2 separate regions of the Zea mays genome follow, and region 2 is linked to region 1. The links are chromatin contacts, called in public Hi-C maps. All regions are on one chromosome and are shown on one strand. The core of a region is the stretch at or near the end of the contact, and the rest is flanking DNA. Distances in the headings are between cores, read along the strand shown.

The links. Hi-C and Micro-C count contacts between places; a contact is called where the count stands out from the background.
Region 2: a Hi-C map of leaf shows a contact between it and region 1, with 2.1 times the contacts expected there. The contact joins the promoter of LOC109945996 here to the promoter of LOC100191795 in region 1. A contact is called at or near these places in 4 of 25 Hi-C or Micro-C datasets (bundle sheath, leaf and tassel).

What each region holds. Positions count from the first base shown.
Region 1 is chr4:15,353,896-15,360,501 of Zm-B73-REFERENCE-NAM-5.0, reverse strand. It overlaps LOC100191795, which reads left to right and starts at 3,141. Exons shown (of 11, transcript NM_001137220.1): 1 at 3,141-3,424; 2 at 4,462-4,947; 3 at 5,062-5,149; 4 at 5,246-5,308; 5 at 5,448-5,608; 6 at 5,725-5,800; 7 at 5,900-5,959; 8 at 6,052-6,159; 9 at 6,262-6,498. The coding sequence starts at 3,267.
Region 2 is chr4:15,567,367-15,573,972 of Zm-B73-REFERENCE-NAM-5.0, reverse strand. LOC109945996 reads right to left here and starts at 3,514. Exons shown (of 9, transcript XM_020552472.2): 1 at 2,650-3,514; 2 at 1,488-1,635; 3 at 1,045-1,178; 4 at 525-684; 5 at 148-429; 6 at 1-42. The coding sequence starts at 526.

The DNA of each region.
Region 1 (6,606 bases), core at 1,892-4,391:
CACACGGATAGTAAATATAACAATAGCAAATTAACGAGTAGTTTTCAAAGATCAATCGTCCGAACCAGACTACATAAACTAATTAAGGTTATGTTTGGTTGGACCTATAAGAAGGAATAGAAGAGAACGACTATATTTTTTATAATGTTTGGATTATAGTGAGTTTTTTTTTCCCATCCCTATCACGTTGTCATCAACGAGGAAGCGACGGCGCAGCGTAGGGCGCATATCAGTGTGGCAGTCCCCCAAAGGAGACAAACTTCTACGGCCATAGACCTGCAGACGGGGAACGAAAAGAATGGAACCGACGACTTGTACGAGTCTTGGCAGTTATGTGGATCCGGTTGTTCCTTGTCGATTCCACCATCTCTTCCTGTCTTCGCCAAAGAAGGCCACCGAATTGAATGGAGGATGCCATAGATGCGCCAGACAATGGGTGGTCCGCCATTGCGAACAGCTGCTCGTCACTGTGGGCTGAGGTCGTGGGGTCTACCCTCTCCAGTTCTCCGTGAGATCATGTACAAGCTGCCTGCGTTCCCCTTCCCCGGCCGTTGTGCGGCTGCCGCAAGAATGTGTTGTGTTATCCGCGGCCTCCAACAGCAACGGGGCCACATGCAATCTACGGAAACTAAAATTCGACACTATTGCAGCTATAATTTATACAGATAAAAATATTATATCAGAAATAGAAACCAGAATTAAATAAATCTAAATTAAGAGGGCTAAAATCTGCTACTTCCACGCGCTCGGCGCGCCCGCGTGGCCGTGCTGTTGTAGTTGAGAGCATGCACTACATCTGTGCCACGTTTCCGGGGTTTCCCGATCCTAATTCACTCGCGTGCTTTTGATCGCATCTGATGAATTCTCAAAATCTACAGACGTATACTCCATCGCCATGTACGCACGCATCCTTTTCTAGCTTTTCTATACTGTTATAAATATATTTAGATACATATCTAAAACGAATTGTAATTTAGAATAAAGAATAGTAGGTTCTATTTACATTCACATATACGCTACAAATTGCTAAATCAACGCTTATCTATTCTAAGGGTGATTCCAGCAGCTCGTGCCAAGCATCACGGATGCTCCTTTTATTGGATTGCGAAACACTGTAGATTTCGTCGTGGACGCGGGCGCGAAGAAAGGGTGTCACATCCCTCTCTCTCCCCCCTACATATGGGTATCCTCTCTCTCTTCTCCTCTTGTTTTTCTCCCCTACATCTGTTCAACGTTATCCTAAACGGTAAACGGTAAACAATCAGTCATTCTCTGTTTAGAGTTTAATAGGTCTACACGAGCGTTAAAACAGACTGAAAAAATGGATTATACAGGATTAAACGGCATAAACAACCAATATAGTTAGCTACCGAGTAACGTTTAAACGACGTTTAAATGGTATAAACGACCGTTTGGGATAACACTGGTCTGCGTACCCTCTCTTTTGTCCCCTTGTTTTTTCCCGACCTGGTAATTACGATGAGTAAATAACTTTTCGATGAACCTGACTTAGACATGTAGAGTGGTGATTAATGTAGAGTCTTTTGAGGTGTTTAAAGGTGTTATTTGCAAAAAAAAAAAAAAAAAATCGTGGAGCCATCATCTCTCCGTGAAGAGACGCCCTCTGGCTCGTAACCCAAGTAGCAACAGACGCCTCACCTCACATGAACTGTACAAATTCGTCGTCCGTTCTATCGATCCGATATTGTACAAGCGCATTTATTTCTGTATTTATTAATAAATTAAATTTATAGACACTCTATTGTACAATAGAGTCTCTTAGCTATCTCTTGTGCTTGAAGAACCGTTTTGATGTCTCTCCATTTGTCATTAGCACGTAATCAGTCCACCATCACTAATTATTATATTACATACATATGACATACCTCACATGTCAACATTGACGTACGGTGAACAACTCAAACTTACAGTCAGGAAATCTTAAATAAAACACAAAAACGAGACATTATTTGTTCCAGTTAAGATAAGATGCAGCCAGCAGGAACCGAATAATATAGCATCACACGGATACGTTTATTAGGTATGTATGTGCCAACCAGACAAATAACACTCGATAGAGAAAGAAACGATGCGAGACAGTTGACATGCGGGGTTAAAAAATAAGAGGCAGTTCAGACAGACACAAGTCTTCGTGTTCGGTATACGATAATTGACCCATGTCCCGTATCAAACGTGGATTAAAAATAAACATCACGCTCGCAAGTCGGCACACGAGAGAGTAGATAAATACAAGTAACTTTTTCTCAATCAATGGCTAGCTCACCCATCAGCCCGCCGTCGCGTCGCCATTACTACCCCCCATCTTTATTATCTTAAAAACAAAAGGCGGCATCTCTCAACATCCGTAGCTAACAAATTGAAATATTATATACTAGTACTTGTAGTATTGTTGGGTTGCTAATCGAAATGCAAAAAAACAAAAAAAAAAAACACCAAGGACGAAAAGGCGTAGTAGTGTGTTGGCAGTGGCAGCGTCGCGAGCGATAAACGTAAACCCACCCCCCACCACACCACACCACTGTGTGCTTAGCAGCCAACCCAACCTAACCCGCCGGACACGTCAGTCTACCACCAGTTGTCACCTGTCCACTCCACTTCCGCGCCAACACGCACGCCGCACGGCAACACCCACCTGGTCCCCACGTCCCTCGTGGGCCCGGTAGGCGCCGCCGGCAGCCCGTGTCATCCCTGGGCCCTGGCTCCAGCCAGAGTTGGCGCGGCCGAAGCGTGTTGTCTGTCCTCCCGCCGCGCCAGCAGCACTGGGAGTGGGCGGTGGCGCATCGCTAGGCGCGCGCTACGTGTGCATCGGCCGCCACCACTCGTGTGCCCGCGGGCGCAAGCTGCTGCGTACGCGCAGACTGCCACGCGGGCCCCGCAACGTCGACCCCGGTCGTTACAACTCCCCGGCCCCTTTCTCTCCCGCGTGTACGCCTCTCCTCTTTCTCTTTCTCTCTCTACACACCGCTCTCTCTCTCTCTCTCTCTCTCTCTCTCTCAAACTCTCTGAAGCCACCGTGGAGCGGCAGGATGCCGGCGTGGTGGAAGAGCAAGGGCAGGAGCAAGTCTAGCAAGGCGGCCGGAGCGGCGGCGGCGGCGGCGGCGGACGAATCGATCGCGGCGGCCGCTGCCATCGGCGATGTGAAGGAGGAGAAGGGGAAGAAGAAGGCGAGCAGCTTCGACGAGGCGCTCCTCGCCAAGGGCGTCCGCGGGAAGCAGCAGCATGCGCCGGCGGCGGCGGGGGAGGGTATGGGGCTCCCGCTCCCGCTCCCGCGCCCGGCGTCCTTGCCGACGCCGCTGCCGTCCGCGTCCGCGTCGGCCTCCGCCTCGGCGTCGGCGTCCAGCGGCGGCGACTCCTCGCTGGGGTCCTCCACGTCCGACGACCAGCTGGATCTCGGGGTTTACAGGTGAGACATGGGGCAGCGCACGGCGCGGCGGTTGGTCCACCACCGGTGGCTTCTTTGGGTGGGTGGGTGGTTGGTTGGTTCACGGGGAAGCTAAAGTTGCGCCGTTTGGTGCTGTCCCCGTGCAGGATTTGGTGTAAAGCGCGCTCGTTTTTTTTGGGCCGCTAGTAATTAGCAGTTCCTGAACCTTATTATTATTTTTGGCTGCTGAATCTCCTTGTGGATGGATTCGCTTGGTTGCCCGTCCGATTGAATTCAAGGTGAACTGACGAGTGGGAGCCGTATGCTATATTCCCAAATGGGTTCGGGTGCCGAGATTTGTTTAACTCTCTGTGTTTGAAATATTTGATGTTTGCTTGTTTGATTTTTATTGGGCGACTTGGATTTTGGAGCTGCAATTTTCGATGTGTTATCTGCTAAATTTTGCATTCTCTGGGTATGCTTTAGTGCCCAGTTTAGAGCGTTGACCTTTTGCCTTCTGAAATTTGTCCAACCTGTAGACAAATAGTAACACGCTACTCTGAAATTCGGTCAGTTTTTTTTCTTCTAATGTACAAATTCCATCAGTTCGGAGGATTTCTGTGGCTATTTGAATTTTGGGGGAATTGCTCCAATTGATTTACGGATTCCATTATCCTATTACGACTTATACTATGCCTAAAACACTTCTGTTGATGATTGCTTCTGAAACGAGTTCATTCATCTTCTTACATTCGGGTGGACTTCTTTGATGGGCTCGGTTCTTCTAGTCTAATTACAGATATTAAAATATATATTTTGACACTTCGAAGCAATATTTAATCCAAAGATACCTCATTCATTGGAGACGTTTTTTGTTTGAGAAAAATATTCCCCCTTTTTCTGTATCCTTGCATGATTACAAAGTAGGAGGGAATAGTTGTCTAAGGAAATAATTGCGCTTCGATAGTAAAAAAAAATACTATTGATTGAGATACGACATCATGTAAAGGCAAAGTATCACTATTTGTTTATCGAAGACATGCATTTCTGAGAGTTGTTTCCTATGTCCGATTTCATAGGTTGTCAGAAACAAGCAGCACTCTTCTGGGCAGAACAGTAGCAATTGAATCCCGGAAACAAAGTCAGGTGCCAGCAGAGGGGACCATTTTCACCAATAATCAGGCTGTGGAGCATACCCGGTTGTCTGAAACATCAGTTTCCCCAAGGAAAGAATTTCGCCCTCAAAATTTGGATCTTGCAAATGATCGAACTACATACTGCCGTGGTCGGAGATCAACCGAAATCGTGTTCAGTACACAAGTGCCCACTTCTCCTCCTAGTTCAAGAGGACATCACTATCAAAATTCGCCTGTGCCATCAAGAACATTTGGGCAATGCCCTGCATCTCCTACTTCATGGCAGGATGATTCGCGAAGCTCAAGCTCACCCCAACCACTTCCTCTTCCTCCAGGTTCCCCATGCTTGCCTTCCTCTTCTCTACAGTGGAAGAAGGGGAAGTTGCTAGGTAGTGGGACGTTTGGGCAAGTATACATGGGATTCAACAGGTACTTGGCCTGATTTTGAAGCATTGTGTTTTTCTCACATTTTTTTGGATGAGTTATTGTATTCGTTTCGTTTTAACACCATACAAACTCATATTAGAAATATATGCTATGCAGTGAAGGTGGTCAAATGTGTGCAATTAAAGAGGTTAAGGTCATTTCAGATGATTCTAACTCAAAGGAGTCCCTCAGGCAGCTAAATCAGGTGATAATATACTACGGAAATATTGTAAATATTGGCATCAATGTTGTAGAAGAAACTGTATTGCTTTCTCGGACTGACACTAGTTGATATGTACAGGAAATCGTGCTGCTGAGTCAGCTGTCACATCCAAACATTGTTCAGTACTATGGCAGTGATTTGGTAATTACTGAATTAACAGTGATCTTCTAGGATTACATAATAATCATTCATAACACTCATAAGCAGTGCAATTACAACCTTGAAATTAAGCATTGATACAATGGTCATATTAATATGTGTGTTTTATGCTATAATGCAGTGCAATGAGACACTCTCGGTCTATCTCGAGTATGTTTCTGGGGGCTCTATCCATAAGTTGCTTCAAGAATATGGTCCGTTTGGGGAGGCAGTGCTTCGGAATTACACAGCACAAATCCTTTCTGGCCTTGCATACTTGCATGGGCGGAATACAGTGCATAGGTATTTGGCAGTCAATACCATCATCAATATATAAGATACAATTGTCTTTTATTCTTTCGTACCACATGCCAGTTTTAGCATCTTTACTTATTAACGGAAGTTTACTTATCTGACAGGGATATCAAAGGGGCAAACATACTTGTAGATCCTAATGGTGACATCAAGCTTGCTGATTTTGGTATGGCGAAACATGTAAGTGCTAAACTCTGTCAATCATCTCACAATTCAATAGTTAGCTGCCTGGCTTTCTTATCTTATGATTTTAATCAATAATCTGTTATGTGTACACAGATATCAGCATATACATCTATCAAATCCTTCAAAGGGAGCCCTTACTGGATGGCACCAGAGGTGAGGCTACTGAAGTTGAAGTATCTTGTTGATTCCCCCTAGTGAACAGAAACTAAAAGGCTTGAATTCTTTCTTTTCATGCCAAAATTCAGGTTATTATGAATAGCAATGGTTACAGCCTTTCAGTAGACATTTGGAGCCTTGGCTGCACCATTCTTGAGATGGCAACAGCAAAGCCTCCTTGGAGTCAGTATGAAGGGGTGAGTTATTGACTTAATGGATGCAATCATTTTTACATGCTTATCAATTATGATGACTATTCTTCCATTGATCATCTGCTAATATTTGGATGGATTTCACAGGTGGCAGCAATATTCAAAATTGGCAACAGCAAAGACATACCAGATATCCCAAATAATCTTTCTTCTGAGGCAAAAAGTTTCCTGAAACTCTGCTTGCAGCGTGATCCTGCTGCCCGCCCTACAGCTGCTCAGCTGATGGATCACCCTTTTGTCAAGGACCAGGCTACAGTCAGGAGTTCCAGGTCCAGTATCACAAGGGATATGTTTCCTAATTCAACTGACGGAAAAAACAGCAGGGTACGTCATCCACATACTGCCTCCGATTTTGGGACTAATATTATCAAATAGATGCCCCTTTATGAAATCGGCTTGTGTTCTGTATTAGAGCATGATAGAAGATATGCA
Region 2 (6,606 bases), core at 2,265-4,764, 210 kb before region 1:
GCGACAAGATTCAGCGTCACACATGAAATCGTCACAAGTTCCCTGAAAACCATTACATGCATATCTTAGTTCCAGTGCTGATCAAGAAAAACAACATCATAGGCTACTGAGATCTAGCTGATGATGTGTAGCTAGTAAAGCTCTTACAGAGCCCTGATTCCCTCGCTAACCAAGCGCATGTTCGTCTCCGCCTTCGCCTCGATCTCCACGGCTTCGGAGTCGAGCGCCTCGACCGTGGAGTTGAGATGGCCCCAAGCCTGGCTGGTGTAGTTGTATAGCTTCGACGTGTTCTGCATCCTCTCGATGGCACCTGTTACGTTGTAGATTGCCGCTGTAGCCTCGAGTGCGGTCGTCCCGATCTTCTCCTTCACGGATTCTGCCGCTGAGTGGAACTGTACCGTGCCGCGAAGCGCCGCCGCTGAAGAAACCCTGCGAGTAGAAACGCCAGACCGAGTAGATTACTAACTGGTATTGGTAACAGCGCGCATTGATTCATAGTTGCTCGTAGAGGAGGAGCAGCTTACATGACGAGTGCTGTGAGGAGGACACAGAGTACCACGGTCAAAACTTGATATCTCTCGAGGAAATAGTCGAGGTCAGTGTATCTTTCTTTCTTTCTCGGGAAGAAGATCTTGGAGACGAGAAGGACAGCAGCGAAAACGATGCCACCGGTAATCCATAGTCCTGACATCAGATATCCAAATCTACCTGTAAATATGGCCGACTGGAAGAAAAAAAAAGTAAGCAAGGCAACGATCAGTTTTAACCCTGGCATTGGCATGACATGGCATGGATTTGATGTTATATGTCTATGGATATAGAAAGTGATTTCTGCACATCAAAGAACAGGTACCATGATTATATATAGTTTTAATACATATTTGGTATTATGATTTCGTTAGTGAACGATTTATGTCCTGAATCCTGATCATAACATGCTCAGTATCTAAAATGCTGCACAGTATGTTCAGACTTCAGAGAGAGAGAGAAAGAGAGAGAGAGAGAAAGTATGCTAACAACAGTTCAGACATGTAGGGAGCTTACACTCCAGTAGTGCCTGTCAGTGATGTTGTAGCCTCCCTCGTATTTCCTCAGTCCATCAAGAGGATCGACCCTCCTCGTTCTCCTTGACAGCACGCTCTCCGATCCGTTTCCCATCTCTGACAAATCCCTACGCGCTGATCACACTCACACCCAGAGGCAACAAAGATCAGATGCCCTATTCACATATGCTTCCAACAAGAAAAATGTCGGATATATGTAGCTGTAGAATGTCAACTAGTGGAACAGTTAACCAGGGCAGTTTTGCTGTCCTGCTGGCATGATACTTTTACCTCTTCAAAGATTATTATTTTATTATTATTACAAACAAACCTATCTTGCATGTTACTGCCACTTACCAGCAAAGGCGATGAATAGATTTTGCGAGGTTTATCTATGATATGATATACAAAACACATGAGAGAGAGAGAGAGAGAGTTAGTCACCTGCTCCATTGTGAGCTGAGCTTTTGGGGCGTTGCAGAGTCGTTTGGGCCTGGGCTTGTGCGTGTAGCCTGCATGTGATCGCCGCGATGAAGCAGAGCAGGAACACCAACTGCTCTAACCTCCTGCTCCTCGGTTCCATGCTAGCAAGCTGACCTCAGCAAAGCTCCAAGAATTACACTCCGATCTCGATTCAGGTATATAGAACCAAAAGAAACGATGCAACAGATCTGCAAACAAGCGCAACTCCTTTCCGCATGTGCTAAATAGATAAACCATGGCACTGGCTGTCTAATAAGTCAGTCAGTCGTCAGAACGTAACAATTCTAACGTACGGACGCAGGTTTCAGTTCAGACTGATTGAATTGTTGTTGGATGATGACCCTCCTGTCGCAGTTTGGGCTGGGCTGCTCAATCGGCTTCCTTCCTTCCGTGCCTAACTTTAACGGACAGGTGCGAGTCAAACAATAGTCATGGCGGGAATGTCACTCCGTTGAATACGGTAAGATTGGCAGTAGTGCTGGTTGAGTGTTTTCACACCAAGAAGACTGGATTCTGGAGCAATTTCAAGGAAAAAACCGAGTTCCAGACATATGACTACTAACATGTGAACGTCTGAAATTTAGGGGTGTTTAAATACACTGAAGCTAATAATTAGTTAGCTAAAAAATTACAGGTATAATTAACTGGCTAGCAAATAGCTAGCTACCTATTAACTAATATATTAAAAATAGCTAATAGCTAAATCATTATCTATGGTTTTTGGATATCTCCACCTAATTTTAGTTAATAACTATTAACTACAGTGCATTCAAACGTAGCCTCAGAACAGGGCTATGGATATTCAGACACCAGCTAACTATCAATATGTAGAGAAAAAAACGGGAAACAAAGCGCAGTATCAACATGCACATGAAAACAGAGCGATAGAGGGAAAAAAAAACTTTCTTTTGGCCGACTTGCAACTACTAAAATCAACAGAAAACCCCCTAGCAGAGCGGAAACGTAATCTCCAGTTCTTCCACGCTTCGTCGAAAAAATACAAGAAACCTGGCAGTAGTCTCAAACTGGAGAACAGCCAGGGCACCACGAATTCTAAATGCAAAGCCCTGAGCAGGAAGGAATGCATGGATCGAAGGAATCGCAAGCGCTGAAGCTCACTCACCTGGCGCAGAATTCTCCCCTGCTCCCATGCAAACGCTGAAGCTCCTCTCCTCTGCTCTGCTCTGGGCTCTGCTCTTGTAGCCGACGCAGAGGACGAACGAGCCCCAACCCAAGAGCGCGGTCGTTGCCGCGCGCCGTCGCCCAGCCGCCCAGCTACCACCTTCCTCCTCCTCCTCCTCGGGTCCCTCTCGCCATTCACCTAGTCACGCACGCGTCGTCGTACAGGCACGCATCCGACTCCCGGTCCTCCTCTTCTTCTCTACGAGTCCAACACGCGGCCACCTCTCCGTGTCAAACGCGGGCACCTGCAATGGGCGATGGCTTCCCTTTCCAAGGCATGCCGTGCGCGCTTGCTTGCTTATATACTCGGTGACGACGGTGAGCAGCAAAAGCAGGAGGAGGCGGTCGACGTGGACGCGGACGCGGACGGGAGCAAGCAAGGGAGTCTGAAATCTAATAAAGCGGCGCGCTTTCCTTGTCCATGGAGGAACTGGTAGGATGCGATGCGCTGCACCCGGCGCAGGCACGCACGCACGCTCGCTCGCTCGCTGCTGGCTCGCACCACCAAATCCCCCGAGCCAAGGAACGAATGTTAAAGCAGCAGGCGATCGATGACGACGGATAGAAAGAGAGAGAGAGAGAGAGAGAGAGAGAGTAGGAAAGGGTTTGAGCTGGAATGGAGTCCGTGGAACAGCTATTGTCGATTCAAACCCCATGGATTTGTTTCAGTTTCTCCTCTTGTTTAGTATTCGTTTTATCAGTTACCGTCTTTCTTCTCCTTCCTTTCTGCCGTGCAGCTTCCTTCAACAAAGCCGCGTCCGCGTGTTTGTGTGCGTGGTGGAGGTCGGCAGGAGCCGGGGGCGCCGGAGCAGGGAGATAACGGACAAAGTTGTAGACCGGTGCCGTTTTGCAGAATCGACCTCGGGGTGTCTGGGACGATGCATAAAATTCCTGAACGTGTTTTACAGTATCGCCTGCATAGAAATCGTTCGACCATGGTACACTGAAAAGTCTGAAACCAATATATATGTTCGAAGTACTATGTGGTTTTTTCTGAAAACACAGAGGCTGCGCAGCTTGCTCGAACCTAGAGATGGCCAAACGGGCCGCCCGGCCCGACCCGGCACGGCACGCCAGACACGGTTAGAAAATCGGGCCGGGCCGTCTAAACACGCAGGCTCAATTTCCTGTCCGAGCCCGGCCCGTAGCGCTGGCCCGTTTAGCACGAAAAAGCGGGCCGAAAAGCAGACTATGCGAGCCGGGAAGCACGTTTTAGTGTAAAAAAGCGGGCTTAACGAGCTTAGAGGTAAACGGGTCGTGCAGGGCTCGCGGGCCTCGTGCTTATTGGCCATCTATAGTCGAACCCCACGGACAAAGTTAAACCGCAATATAAGACATGGTGCTGAGTCGGGCGTAAGTCTTCACTGACGTCTATGTCAGTGGTGATGGTGGCGGCGCCCTTGTGGCATCACTCTATCTGTTGGGGCACCATTGGGAGACATCATGTCTCGGGTTCTCGAGGGTGTGAACCCTGTCCATCCTTGGACATGTGACGGCGGCGTCATTGGCGTCGTGCCCTCCTTGGAGACGTCGCATCTGAGGCCCATCTTGGTCAGGTAGTGACGGTGGTTGGTGGGTGGTGTTGCTCGTGCACAGCGGTAGAGGAGTGCCGTTGTGCGGAGATTTCTAAGTCCTTGGCAGAGGAGTGTGAGCCGGGTGATCGACGACCGTGCGTGTGGCTTGAGGGTGATTTCCCATGGTGGAGGAATTCCAGGTGTCGCTCAGGCTTGCACCGGGCTGCAGCTTTTGGCGTGGCACATCGTTGGCGACGACGGCGCAGTTCGTGGTGGCTTCTTTCGCTTCCTCTCCGAGTTTGTGGTGGTGTAGTGTTTTGTTGGGTGTGTTGTTTGCGTGGTGGTGGTGTTCGCTTCGGCGTGTTACTCTGTCGTCGTTGTGCTGAGTTTGGTATGGTGTCGACGTGTTGATGTCCCAATCCAACCGCCTGTTGCCTATCAGCCCATCTTGCGGAGTTGGAGCTGCTTGTCCCTTGTGTCGAGCTCGACAACGATAACTCTATTTAGGTTGTGTGTGTAGGGTTGTTGTTCTCTAGGCTGTTTGTGTGCTCTGTATAGGTTTCGGGCCCGGTTTCCTTAAAACTGGGTCAATTCTATTATTCTTAGGGCCTGTTTGTTTAGTTGGAATTGAATTCCATTTTAATAATTATAATTTAGACAAAACTAATTAAGTTTATATATTTATATATGTAATATATTTGTATATTATCCAAAATCATATGAGAGAGATAGTTATATACTACATTTATGTTATAGAGGCGCAAGTAGAAGAATGTGCTATAAGTTGTACATCGGAAAAATAACATGTAAATCTATAGAATCAATTTCCATCTCTCACCCCATGAATTTGAGGTAGGCTTATATGATAACTTTGGAAAGTGGTGGAATGTCATATTCTAAAAAAATAGCCTACTCCATTAGTAAGATTCCAATTCCTCGAAATGAAAGGAAACAAACGGGGCCTTAAATGAAAGGCACTAGAATCCATACAAATTTCTGAAAAAGAGCGAGGGGCTGCGCGTCAAAGAGAGCCGCAGGCAGAAAGAGGCGCAGGGGAAAAAAACGATTCTGCCGTGTTGCTTTCGGCTTCCACCTTTTTTTCCGCTTCTTTCATCCTTGCGTTCGCAGTAGTGGTGGCGTAGGAAGCTGAAGTTTTCTTGACCTTGGAAAAAAGAAAAGAAAGAAAAAGATCTGGAACGAACAGGCACAACAACTGTCAAATATCTACCGGGTGCCTGTATCAGTATTAGTGCTTAGTGGGAGTGGGGATGCTGAATTAGGTTTAGCTGGACAGCAGAGGTCAAAGCTTAAAAGCCTCCTATATTTGAAGCAACGGCTGAATAGGGGTGACCAACGAAGAACGTCGATCGGTTGGATTCTACGTGGATGGAATAAACTAGTTTTAGGAGTACATTTACTTGGTTACCACTTGACCAAACAGCTGGTGGTTCAGTAGCATTTGATATCCCAGTGTAATAGACCAATTGCAGTAGTTCTACAGTTCTTATTTCCCAAGCCAATAAGTAGCCGACTTTCAATATCCCAACTGAAATAATTTCTGGATTATGTACAAGTCTACAGGTTCAGGTACGTATTAAAGAGCTTCAGTTTCTGTCATACTATTTTTGCCAGATATTGTATGGGTCCGATAAATTAATTCCTAAAGTTGTCTTAAGTCAATCTTCTTAAAAGTTTAACTGATTAGTTAAAAACAAAAATGTTTGTGATACCAAATGAACATAATATAAGAAATAGTGCATAATAGAAATGACTTGGACATTACTAGAGATTCAATGCCAGTAAATGGTCTCCAGCTAGGGATCGACATCGTCGTCACCCTAGTGAGGCGACTGGCTAGATGGCACAACACTTTTAGATCTGAATGGTAAGCCTTTCATGCGAGACCACTCCGGTGACAATCCACCTAAGGCCTTGTTCGTTTGTGTCTGATTGCACCCGGAATCGTTCCAGCTAATCAAAGTTTATATAAATTAGAGAAGCAATCCGGTTAGGAATCGTTCCAACCCATCAATCCGGCACAAACGAACAAGGCCTAAGGGAGCATTCCACTCCGACGCTCATGATCCCTCGGTTCAAGGGAGGTCTTCCTGGTAGGAGTCATGGAGGGTCGTATAGGAAACAACCATATTTAACGAGGATTCGACATCTTTTCAAGGTGAAACCCCAATAGCTAAAGCAGTTCATGTTCCTCGCAATTTAGCAAGGGTGGAATAGAGGCACCAATGAGCAGTAAGGGCAAGATTGCAACAAGTCATCTCATAAGACGTGCATACATGATCTAATGAAACTGTTCGGCACAGGAACCAACGCCTAGACCGCAATCATGACAAGGAGAGAAGACACCAAGCTCAAGCTGAAGATAA